Regions from separate parts of the Rattus norvegicus genome. Here region 1 is linked to region 2. Evidence: chromatin contacts called from public Hi-C data. All regions are on one chromosome and are shown on one strand. The core of a region is the stretch at or near the end of the contact, and the rest is flanking DNA. Distances in the headings are between cores, read along the strand shown.

Region 1 (4,757 bases), core at 2,011-4,510, 77 kb before region 2:
TGTGACCCTAATAATCGGAAAGAATTCTAAAATTTGCAGTAGGACACTGCCTTGGCTTTGCACAGAGGTGAGGTGGGACAAGTAGACAGTGTGACCGTTTTTGACATGATATGCAAGTTAGCATTCTACTTTTCCTTATTTCTTAGTAACATCACTAACAGCTATGTAAATCCACCAATAAGAAAAAATTCACTGAATGTTAATTTCCAAAAGTTAATATCCTTCGAGGCCAAGGACTCTAAAGCCCATGAGATGGCTCAGCAGGTACTTGTCAGCAAGCTTGACAACCTGAGGTTGATTCCTGGAACCCCTGAGGTGGAAGAACTCGGGCTCCAGAAGTACACATGGACAGGTTCACAAATTGTTTTAAAAGACTCAACTGTAGTCAATGAGAATTGGAAAAGAAATGCTGGTGTTGTTCTATCACATCACATGGTATAGATCTTATGATGTAATAAAGTCTCCTAACACATGCTTGGGGTTTGTCTTTTGTTTGCTTCTGTTTTGTTCTGAGATAAGGTCTCGCTCTGTACCCCAGGCTAGCGAATCATGAAACTGGTGAACTTCTTCTGCCTGTGGATCCCAAAGCGCTGGGATTACAACTGGGTTAACCTCTTTTCTTCTATTTCTCCCTCTTCTCTCCTTCCACATTATAACAACAGTAGGAGGAGATCATTGACTCAAGCGTCCTGCCATAAACAACAGGGTTGGCAGTGAGGAAGACAGACTAGAATGGACAGGGTAGTTGTATTCTGGCCAGCCGACCATCACACACAGATCACTACCCATAGCTAGGGATCCCTACTGACTTCGCGTGGTCCCTGACAGTGATTCTTCCCTCCTATGTTCATCCTGAGAAATATAGGACATGTGAAAGGTTGAGTTATTAAATACACTGCTGTGCCTGGAGAGATCCATCAGTGGCTAAAAAAGTTTACTGTATGAAGACCTGGGCTCAGATTCCAGCACCACTAGTCTCTCACACACCCGCTACCCCAGCACTGGGCAACTGGAGTCAGACTTGCTGGCTTAGCAGAGTAACTAAATATATGACCTCTAGGGTCAGGGAGAGACTGAGAGACTCTGTCCCAAAAGAATATGGAACAAGGGAAGAGAGGAGGACACCTGACTCCCTCCTTTGTTTACATGAACACAAGGGGACACATTGACCTATGACATAGGTAGACCCCCAAATTAGGTAACTGTCAGCAAAGTGAGTAAGAAAACTTAATCAAATACGTTATTACAAGGGGCTTAGGATATAGCTCAGTTGGTAGAGTACTTGCCAAAGCCCTGAGTTCAAGTCCTGGAACATCCTAAACCAATCATGGTGGCACACAGTACATACTAAGTTCAAGACCTGAACTATCTGTCTGAGACCATCTCAAAAACATATAAACCTTATCGTCAGGACATCATCATCACTCTAGGGTGTATCTTCCAGCTCTTGCCATGTTCAGTGAAACATAATTCACACAGAATTCAGCCAACTGAAGCCCCGACTACAAAGCTATAAGCTATTTTGCCATGAAGGTGATATGATAGGTCCTAGGACCCTGCACCTAAGCCAAAAGCAGTAACGTAGCTAGCAATGAAGGGAGTCAGACAGAGCTAAAGCAAAGTTCCAAGTAAACCCCTAAAACAGGTACAGCCCCACCCCTAAACAAAGTGACAGGCCCTAGGGTCAGACAGAGTGCTCCAGTGAAAAGACACGAAGACTTAATGGAGACTTAAAAGCTTGCCCACAGGCTGCTAGGGACCTAAGGGAGGCAGCCCAGTATACCTCTCAGCAGGAAGGATTCCAGGTCCGTGTTTCATCGCTGAAGTATATTACACATGCAATCAGAGAATAGCTGCAGTGACCCGTACTGTACTTAAGTCAAATATTAATATTTAAACCCAACAGGATGTCCGCTGTAATGTTCACTGGCCTAACCTTTGACCACCTCTGACCTGTGGTAGCACCAAGATTATCCACCCATGGCATACCATACAAGAAAATTTGATGATTTCATTTCAGGAAGATCCACTGGCTCCCAGTGACCTACAAGGACAAACTGCTTGCTGCTTCTTCCGTTCATTCAAGCAGCCCCAACTGAAGCTCTTCTAAAAGCCAGCCTCTGTGCTTGGTAAGGAAACAGCTACTGGAGTCTTGCCTGCAGAGATTCTGTGCCCAGTGCAGGGAATAAGTCCAGTCAGTAAGAGCCCCCCCCCCCAAAAAAAACCCCAAAATGCACAATGCTAAGTGATGAGGTCAGGCACACAGCAATTCAAGAAACAAAGCCCCAACCTTTATCCCTTTATCTGCTTAACTGCACTTGGCGTTCAAGGGTTTTCAAATGTTCCCATTTCCAGAGCCTCTTAAGTACAGAGCTTCTCTGTTGAGTCTCAATTTTGCCAAACGAGAAAAGCTGAGCCAACCGTTTCGTTTCTAGCATTCTACAGCTATTCTGCTACTACTTAAAACATGAAGATCGGCGGGACCGATAAAACACAATCAAGAACACATTCAACCGGGAGGAGGAAGCCCGTAGGTGGCTCCCCACGGGCAATATGAGAGGGCACACAGGGCAGGGCAGGGCAGCCAAAAAAAAAAAAAAGGGCTAAAACACCTGTTTCCTCCCACACCTGGTAGCTGGCTGTGTCGCTAAGCCCAGTCCAGCATCACCTGTCACACTTCTTAGTCTTAAGCCTGTGAAAACCACCAACGTCAGATCAACACATAAACAAAGTGGCAAATAATCCCAAAATAGACTTCAAAATTGAACCTGTGTTATCATAACGTTTTAAATTAGTGAGGCGAGATTAAGTAATAACTTAACCGGCATCCCTACTGCTGGGCAAATGAGCTTCAGCGCCAAGCAAGAGACTCAGTTTCAATTTTTAATTTTTTTGTCTCAAAGATGCATTAAAAATAAGTGTGGCCGCTTGCTCAGCAAACCCCCAGAGCCTCTCCAAGTATCCAGCGTTCCAGTACTTTCTGAAAGCGAGGGCGATCTTCCTAGTCTTGTTCTGCATAATTATGTCTCTGAAACGCCATCCTAAATTTGAATGAAAATAATTTTCTTATGCTGGGGTGGATCCGCGGCGCTCAAAACTGGGCCGTAGAGCTCCGGCTCCCACAACAACCAGGACCTCCCAGTGTCCCGGGGGTCGCCAGCAGCAGGCTACTCACATCTGAACCTGGTCCACGGCCTGCAGGAGGCGGCGGCGGGCAAGCCAACGGCCTGAGGGAATAACTGCACCTCGCCAGCCCCGACCGGGGGATGACCGCGACCGCGCGCCGGCACCCCCTCCCCCAGGCCCCGGGCTGCGGTCCCCGGCCGCGCCGCGCAGGGCCCTGAGGACCGCTGCCGACGTGGGGGTCTCCGCAGATGCCCGCGCGTCCCCAGGCGGCGCGGCCGCGGCCACGTAGCCCACGCGAGGAGAGGCCGCGAGCGGGGACGTGGCCCCCGGGAGCCCCCGGCGCTGTCTCCGGCCCGCTTACCTGCGGCACGGCGCGCGGCTCTCACTCGGCAGACTGTCGGGCGGCCCGGGCGGGCTGCGGCGAGAAGCGGGCGAGCAAGGGGCGGGGCCGCCGCCTCAGGAGCCGCGGGCCACAGCGGAGCCCGCGGGGCCTCATGAATGGGACACGGCGGCGGCGGCGGCGGCGGCGGCGGCCAGGCTGGCGGTAGACTGCGCGCACGCCCCGCCCCGCCCCGGCCACGTGACGCGAGCTCCGCCCCCGCCGGCCGCGCGCCGCGAGCCCTGGGCCCCGCCGGGAGAGCGGCTCGACGCCGGCGCTAGCCTCGGGAGAGCGCTTTTAAAAGTTTCCTCCGGTCCCCATGGCAACCTTTGCGGCGCTGCGCGGGGCTTCAGAGCCCAGCAGCCAAAAAAAAGTGCAAACGGTCTGCTGCGTGATGGTGTGCAAACGTTGTCTCCCGCGTAACGCGAGTGCACCATCATGGGATCGCTGCAGAACCCGTATCTTTCCTTATTTACCCTTGGAGCTCAGTGATAACACCTCCTACTTAAAAGTGCACTTCAACGGCTGCAGCTGGGAGTGTTAGTGGCGTCTCCTGCTTTTTGTCTTGTTTTTCTGCAGCCGGCCCTTCCGATGGGATGGGAGTAGAGGTGGAAGCCCACGGCATCACTTCTAAAGGCTTGTTAATTTCTCCATGTGCACCGCGAGCGTGAGCAGTCTAGGGGCCGCTGAGCCATGCGTTTATACCGACTCTCTCTGGGAGGGACCCGGGCGCAGCAGTTTCTTTGCAACAATGAAGCCTGGTGGGCATAGGTTGTGCTGGGACCCAGGAAACCTTTCACTTCCCGGCCCAAGTACCTCCAGGTGAAATTCAACCAGGTTGCCTCAGTAAGGCCATCCAAGTTTACTGGGATTTTTTTCACCTCAGTGAGGCTTTTTATCTCACCAGTGAAAGAAATTTTTTCAAGGTTGGAAGTTTCCCGTAAATGTTCGAGGGATGTTACTCCGCTATGGGGAAGTGCAATTAAAGAACCCAGTCCTCGATCCCCAAGTTGATGCACTGGAAACAGCGACGCCTTCCCAATGGGGCGCTTTGAGTATTACACGTGATTCCCATAGAAAGCCCAGCATAGCTTCCAGCCTGGACTGTAGAACACGCCGTTACTATTTGTTTTCTAGCTTTTCATTCTCCATCTTGACTTTTCCTGTTTCTCTCGGGATAGTTTCATTACCTCCTACCTTGGGAGGGAAATATTCTCAGGCTTCCTTCCTTTCATCATGCAGGAAGTACGAG
Region 2 (5,003 bases), core at 2,125-4,624:
GGTCTTGAGGTTGTCTAGTTTGGTCTTGAACTTGAACTGGGTAGCCCAGGTAGGCTTTGCCTTTTTCATGTCTCTGCTAAGTAACAAAGATTACAGCCCTGGGCCATCAGGTAAGGCTTTAAACTTTTCTCAATTAAAAAGAAATCTCTCATCTGTTCTATTGTACATGCTGAACCCTTGGCAAAACCACTAAAACCTGCAAGTGCACAAGGTGTATAAGTATACTCACTCGGGAACTTGTGCTCCTGGCTGAGGGCGAGCAGACGTTTCATCTCTGTATAGAAAAATGGAAGACAAGCCTTTATCTACTGAATCAAATGCTACTTGATAACAACTGGGAAAGGAAAGCCACAGTAGACTTGGGGAGAACCGATTTAAACTCACCTTCTTCGTCTATCAAGTAGCTTGACGCTATCCCGTCAGTGTCCGTTACATCACAAGAATAGGTGCCCAAGTCATCTGGCCCGAGGTCTTTAAAGACCATTTTTGTCCTTCAAAACAAAATATGTTTCCTAGAGATGAGACTGTGCGTGGTCTGTGGGCCTGTCACCCTCTCATTTCTGACACCTTGTACATGCTAGTCCCGTCATGTAGGGCACTTGTCATGTCCCCGCCCACCCCTACCCCAGTAAGCTAAACCATGCTAACTCTTGGTGTCTTGGTTTGAATGTCATTTCCACTAGAAGACTTTCCTGGGTTCTTGTAGGATGATGAGGACACAGGTGTGAATGTCCCATCTCACCCAAGCTCTGCTGCATATATAGTACACACCCTCAAGGAGACATTCTCCTGATTAGCCCTTTCTGAGGAGCCATTTTTTTTCTCCTACAGGTAGAACATGCTGCAGGTGGCTCTGGGTGCTTCTCTTGTCAGAACTGATAGTAGACTGGGATCATGCCCCCGTATAATGCCTGTGCCTTCAGAGATAGGCTTCTCCTTTGCTTTCTGGGGTTCTCTGGCACCCAGCACCTTGTCTGGAACACACCAGCTAATTAATGAACAGATTGATATTCTAGTTCACCATGGTTTCTCATTTTCTCAAGCTCTAAACAGCCATGCTATCACCTAAGATCAACCAAACGTTTTAATGTTACTGAGTGAACCAGAAGAGAAGTTTATAGTTTGATTATTGTTTTTTTTTTCTTTAACCAAATGTGTTCTACTTCAAGAACTGTGCATTTGAAGGATTATTTTAAGGCTTATACTGGTTATGGATTCGTATAATACCAGATGTAGAATAGTAATGACTTCATCTTCTTATGCCACGGAGAGTAAGTAAAGGGCAGGACTTATGTCCTTGTGGTGAAGAGGTAATGTGTTACTAGGATAGAGGCATTCCTTACTTATTGCCTTTGCTTTCAACTTCTAATCGTGGAGAGTCTTCAGAAGGGACATAATCTTTGGACCAGACGAATTCTGACTTGGGAGTCATCTGATCACATTCAAAGTTCAAGGAAATGACTCCATCATCATCCACATTCACAACAACCTCTTTGGTACCTAGAAGATTGTAAAGAAGGCATTTGGTTGAGATTTGTGATAAAACCAGACAGCCAAGAATTCTCGTGTTTAAATGCCTTCCTTTATTTAGCCTTACAGCAAGGCTGGACTAGGCCAGGGATTCTCTGAAATTCAGCTTCCATCCTGTGACAAGGAATTAAATGAATCTGTCATGTTTCTTATGTAGAGGCAACACCAGAGCCAGTTCTGTCTGCCTGGAACTGAGGAAAATTTGATGGAAATGGACACCACAGTTGGGAACAGACTTGATTGTCATTACGGACAAAGAAGTCTTGAGCAAAGGGGAAGTGGATTCATAACTTTTGCTTCAATAAATCCTGTACCTACTAAATAACCAGAAAAGAATAGAAAAACATTACTAAACTACAGAGAAATTTCCAAGAGAAAATAGAAAAAATAAGCATCACCTACATTCTCTCACTCAAAATCGTAAGTCATATCCAGAGGAAGAATGTACGGGAACTTTCTCTACTTACCCCATAACCTTATCAATTTGAAGGTGTCTCTCTAGATTGGAAATGACAACTAGAGAAGATTATCATTGAGCCATATGAAAATTTAAATGGAGATAAATTTCAAGAGATCCAATGTGTTTCAAGAAGATTGGTTTCTGGATTTTAAAAGGAAATAATTTAGAGTTATTTTATTTGGAGGGGGGGCTTATAATAAATTGCACTGGCTTCCAATATAGCAATTTAAAGTTTGTACAACAGCACATCTATTGCCAAATCCAGTTTGAAAAAAAGCAAAATGTACTCGATGTATGCAAATGTATGCAAATCCAGTCATCAGCCTAAACTCCGTTTGTTTCAGTATATTAGAAAAATTACATTTAGTCTCTGAATGTTACAGCTTTATTCTTTTTCAAAGAGTTAGAAAATTTTTCTATAGATGCTTTCCAGAGAAATGTTATTTTGTCTCTAGACGGTACCACTGAAGTCCTTCATTCTGGGTGTTGTCCAACATAACCAAGAGAGCCAGAGTCTTGTTAGGAGATGTTCAAGAGGAAACTATCCTAGATCCTGATCCTGATAGTTGAGATACTTTGTGTTCTTCCCAGCGACAATGTAAGCTTTCACTTCCGTATCTATGTATACATCCAAACAGTGATTGTTAACACAAGAGTGGAGAGGGAAGAACACAGACAGCACTAGGTCTTGCAGAGTTTTTCAGTCTTAGTTTTAAGAAATGGTTATCATCATATTTGACTCATTGTTAATCTAAAATAGCGATCAATGAAATGTCTAATTGTTCCTTAAGTGAAGCATCTGCCACACGGTCCTTGTCAAGTTGTAGGCCCTGGGTTGTTTTTTTTTTTTTTTTGTCCAGACACCCCCTTGTTATAAAGTAGTGAAGCACTGTGCTTATTGGAATTGAGGTAAAGGCTGGTGCTGAAGAATGCTTGGGCCTAGCTAGTATTACAATGCAGAGTTTGCAAGAGTCCCTGTGAGAATATAAATTTAGCATACTTGTATATCTGTGTTACTATGAGGAGGACAGAAGTGACGTCCTCCTTGTATGGGTGTTGACTAAATTGTTTTTCTCTTTTTGCACAGTGTCTGCGTTGGAAGCATGACCAAGTTACTCATATCAACCATTATCTTATCTGCAGTCCTTCCCCAGAGAAAATGAATCACCCTGTTTGCTGTTTATTATAGCAAAGACGTGAGTTAAGTTTATAAAAGAAAAGTATTGCTTGGTCTAAACTCTTAATTCCCCACCCCCGGGGCTAAAGATGGGAATTCAGTGCAGAGAAGTCACACAACTGAAAGCATATGGGTAGGTCCCTTGGCTCCACCTCCCTCTCTGATCAGTAAATACCTTTGTTCTGTAAAGCCTCACCCACCTGGAACCTGGCTCCAAACCAACAAACAAGAGAACACAGTTCTCTAAGCCGGAGGGCTCAGGTGCCAAAGTCCACTTTAGGGTCCTGCTCACCGGGAATTCCTGACTGTCACATGGGATCTATTTATTCTTCACTGTGGCAATGCTGACACACCTAACCGGCTACTTCCTTAGCAGATTAAGCTTAACAAACAGAGAAGAGCCTGCTACTGGTAAACATGTTAAGAACAGAAAGCAACCAGAAAGGAGATAGAAAGAAAAAGAAAAACCATATACCTTCTGTCCAGTAAAGGTATCACTACGTTGCAATCCTGTGCTGCGAATAAGGTTGGTAACTCTGGCTCTGAGCCATATACAGAAAGTAAATAAGAAGGCTCAGATTATTGAAATGTATAATCTTTTCAAACGACTTCGTAGAGTCTTAAAATGAAAATTAACTGATGAGTTGGCCGTGAGTTCTCAGATAAATAGAACAGCTGGATACTTAAAACTGAACTCTAATTATTTATCCGTGCCTTATTATGCTGATAAACAAGCAAGTGAAGTGAAAGCACTTTTCCACATCACTTTACACTTAGAAGTCAAGCAGGATAGAGTCTGTTGTGAAAAGAAAGACTCCCTGCAGACAGTCTCATCTAGGTGAAAGGTCAGCCCACTTTCCATCACCTCGCCCGGTTGGAAAAGAGAGCCAAAGTCCTCAGTGACTCGGGACTTTTCAGAAACTACTTCTGAATCTGTTTAAGAACATGGAAATTCACTTCGTACGCCGGGAGATTTGAGTAGAGAAAAGAATGAAAGATTATTTGGGCCTGACAAGGTATTAAAAGTTGTCCTGGGACTGCAGAGATGGTTCAGTGACTATGAGGTTATGTTCTAGTTTTATACAGGGTCCAAGTTTGGTTCCCAACACCCACAAACAAGAGGCAGCTCCAGGAGATCCAACACCTTCCGGACTTCACAGATGCCTGCACTTGTGTGCACACAGCCCCATCCTCCTCCCCTTCCTCCCCACTCATGCATGCATACACACAAGCACAAACAACACACAATTAAAAATAAATCTTTAAGAAAAAGAAAAGTTGTCCCTAGTCAGTTCTTCAACCTCAAATATTAAGGATAAAAAACTCCCGGGAACTCTCGATATGAGAATGGGCTGAGAAATGACCAGAGATAACATAAACTACTGGAAATGAACTGATTCTGACACGTTTTTCTATTTCTTAGAAAAGGAAATAAGAATGATTACATCTCAGTGAGCTGTTTACTTTCCTGCCTATCTCCATAACAAGATAGAGATATGATTTTTAAACCTTTTACATGAGCAGTATTCTAAACCTTATTGTCCTGCTCTGTGTACATATGTGCACAAGTATGACACACGTATGTTTTTAAAAACCCTCAAAAGAGGAGCAGATAGCTCAAACCACAGGGAGCAACGGTCACCAGTGGCTCGTATCACTGAGCTGTCTTTTACTTATCACACTTGACTGGCCTGCCATCTTGGCACCTACCCTGTGGCCTCCACTGGCCCTGACTTTCCCAGCTCATTCCTCACAGCCACACGAATGACGAGATGCCTAGAATGAAGGGTACATTTCTGATGCTACAAGAGATGCGCTGCTCAGAACAAGGTAGTA

Evidence for each region. A called contact is a pair of places that touch in the nucleus more often than the background predicts.
Region 1: a contact with region 2 is called in a Hi-C map of kidney, with 2.5 times the contacts expected there. The contact joins the promoter of Lpin2 here to the enhancer-like site in region 2. A contact is called at or near these places in 9 of 12 Hi-C or Micro-C datasets (the A7r5 cell line, Schwann cells, hepatocytes and 4 more).

What each region holds. Positions count from the first base shown.
Region 1 is chr9:118,528,858-118,533,614 of GRCr8, reverse strand. It overlaps Lpin2 (lipin 2), which reads right to left and starts at 3,260. Exons shown (of 20, transcript NM_001108236.1): 1 at 3,176-3,260.
Region 2 is chr9:118,451,547-118,456,549 of GRCr8, reverse strand. It overlaps Myom1 (myomesin 1), which reads right to left. Exons shown (of 37, transcript NM_001191584.1): 22 at 1,344-1,500; 23 at 385-491; 24 at 230-274. Among named protein-coding and RNA genes, the nearest start is that of Lpin2, 76 kb to the left of the region's middle. Within about 2 kb of position 3,374, at least 11 of the 93 cell types and tissues checked have an H3K27ac peak or open chromatin away from gene starts, as enhancers often do. A contact at or near this core is called in kidney and liver, where this site is marked.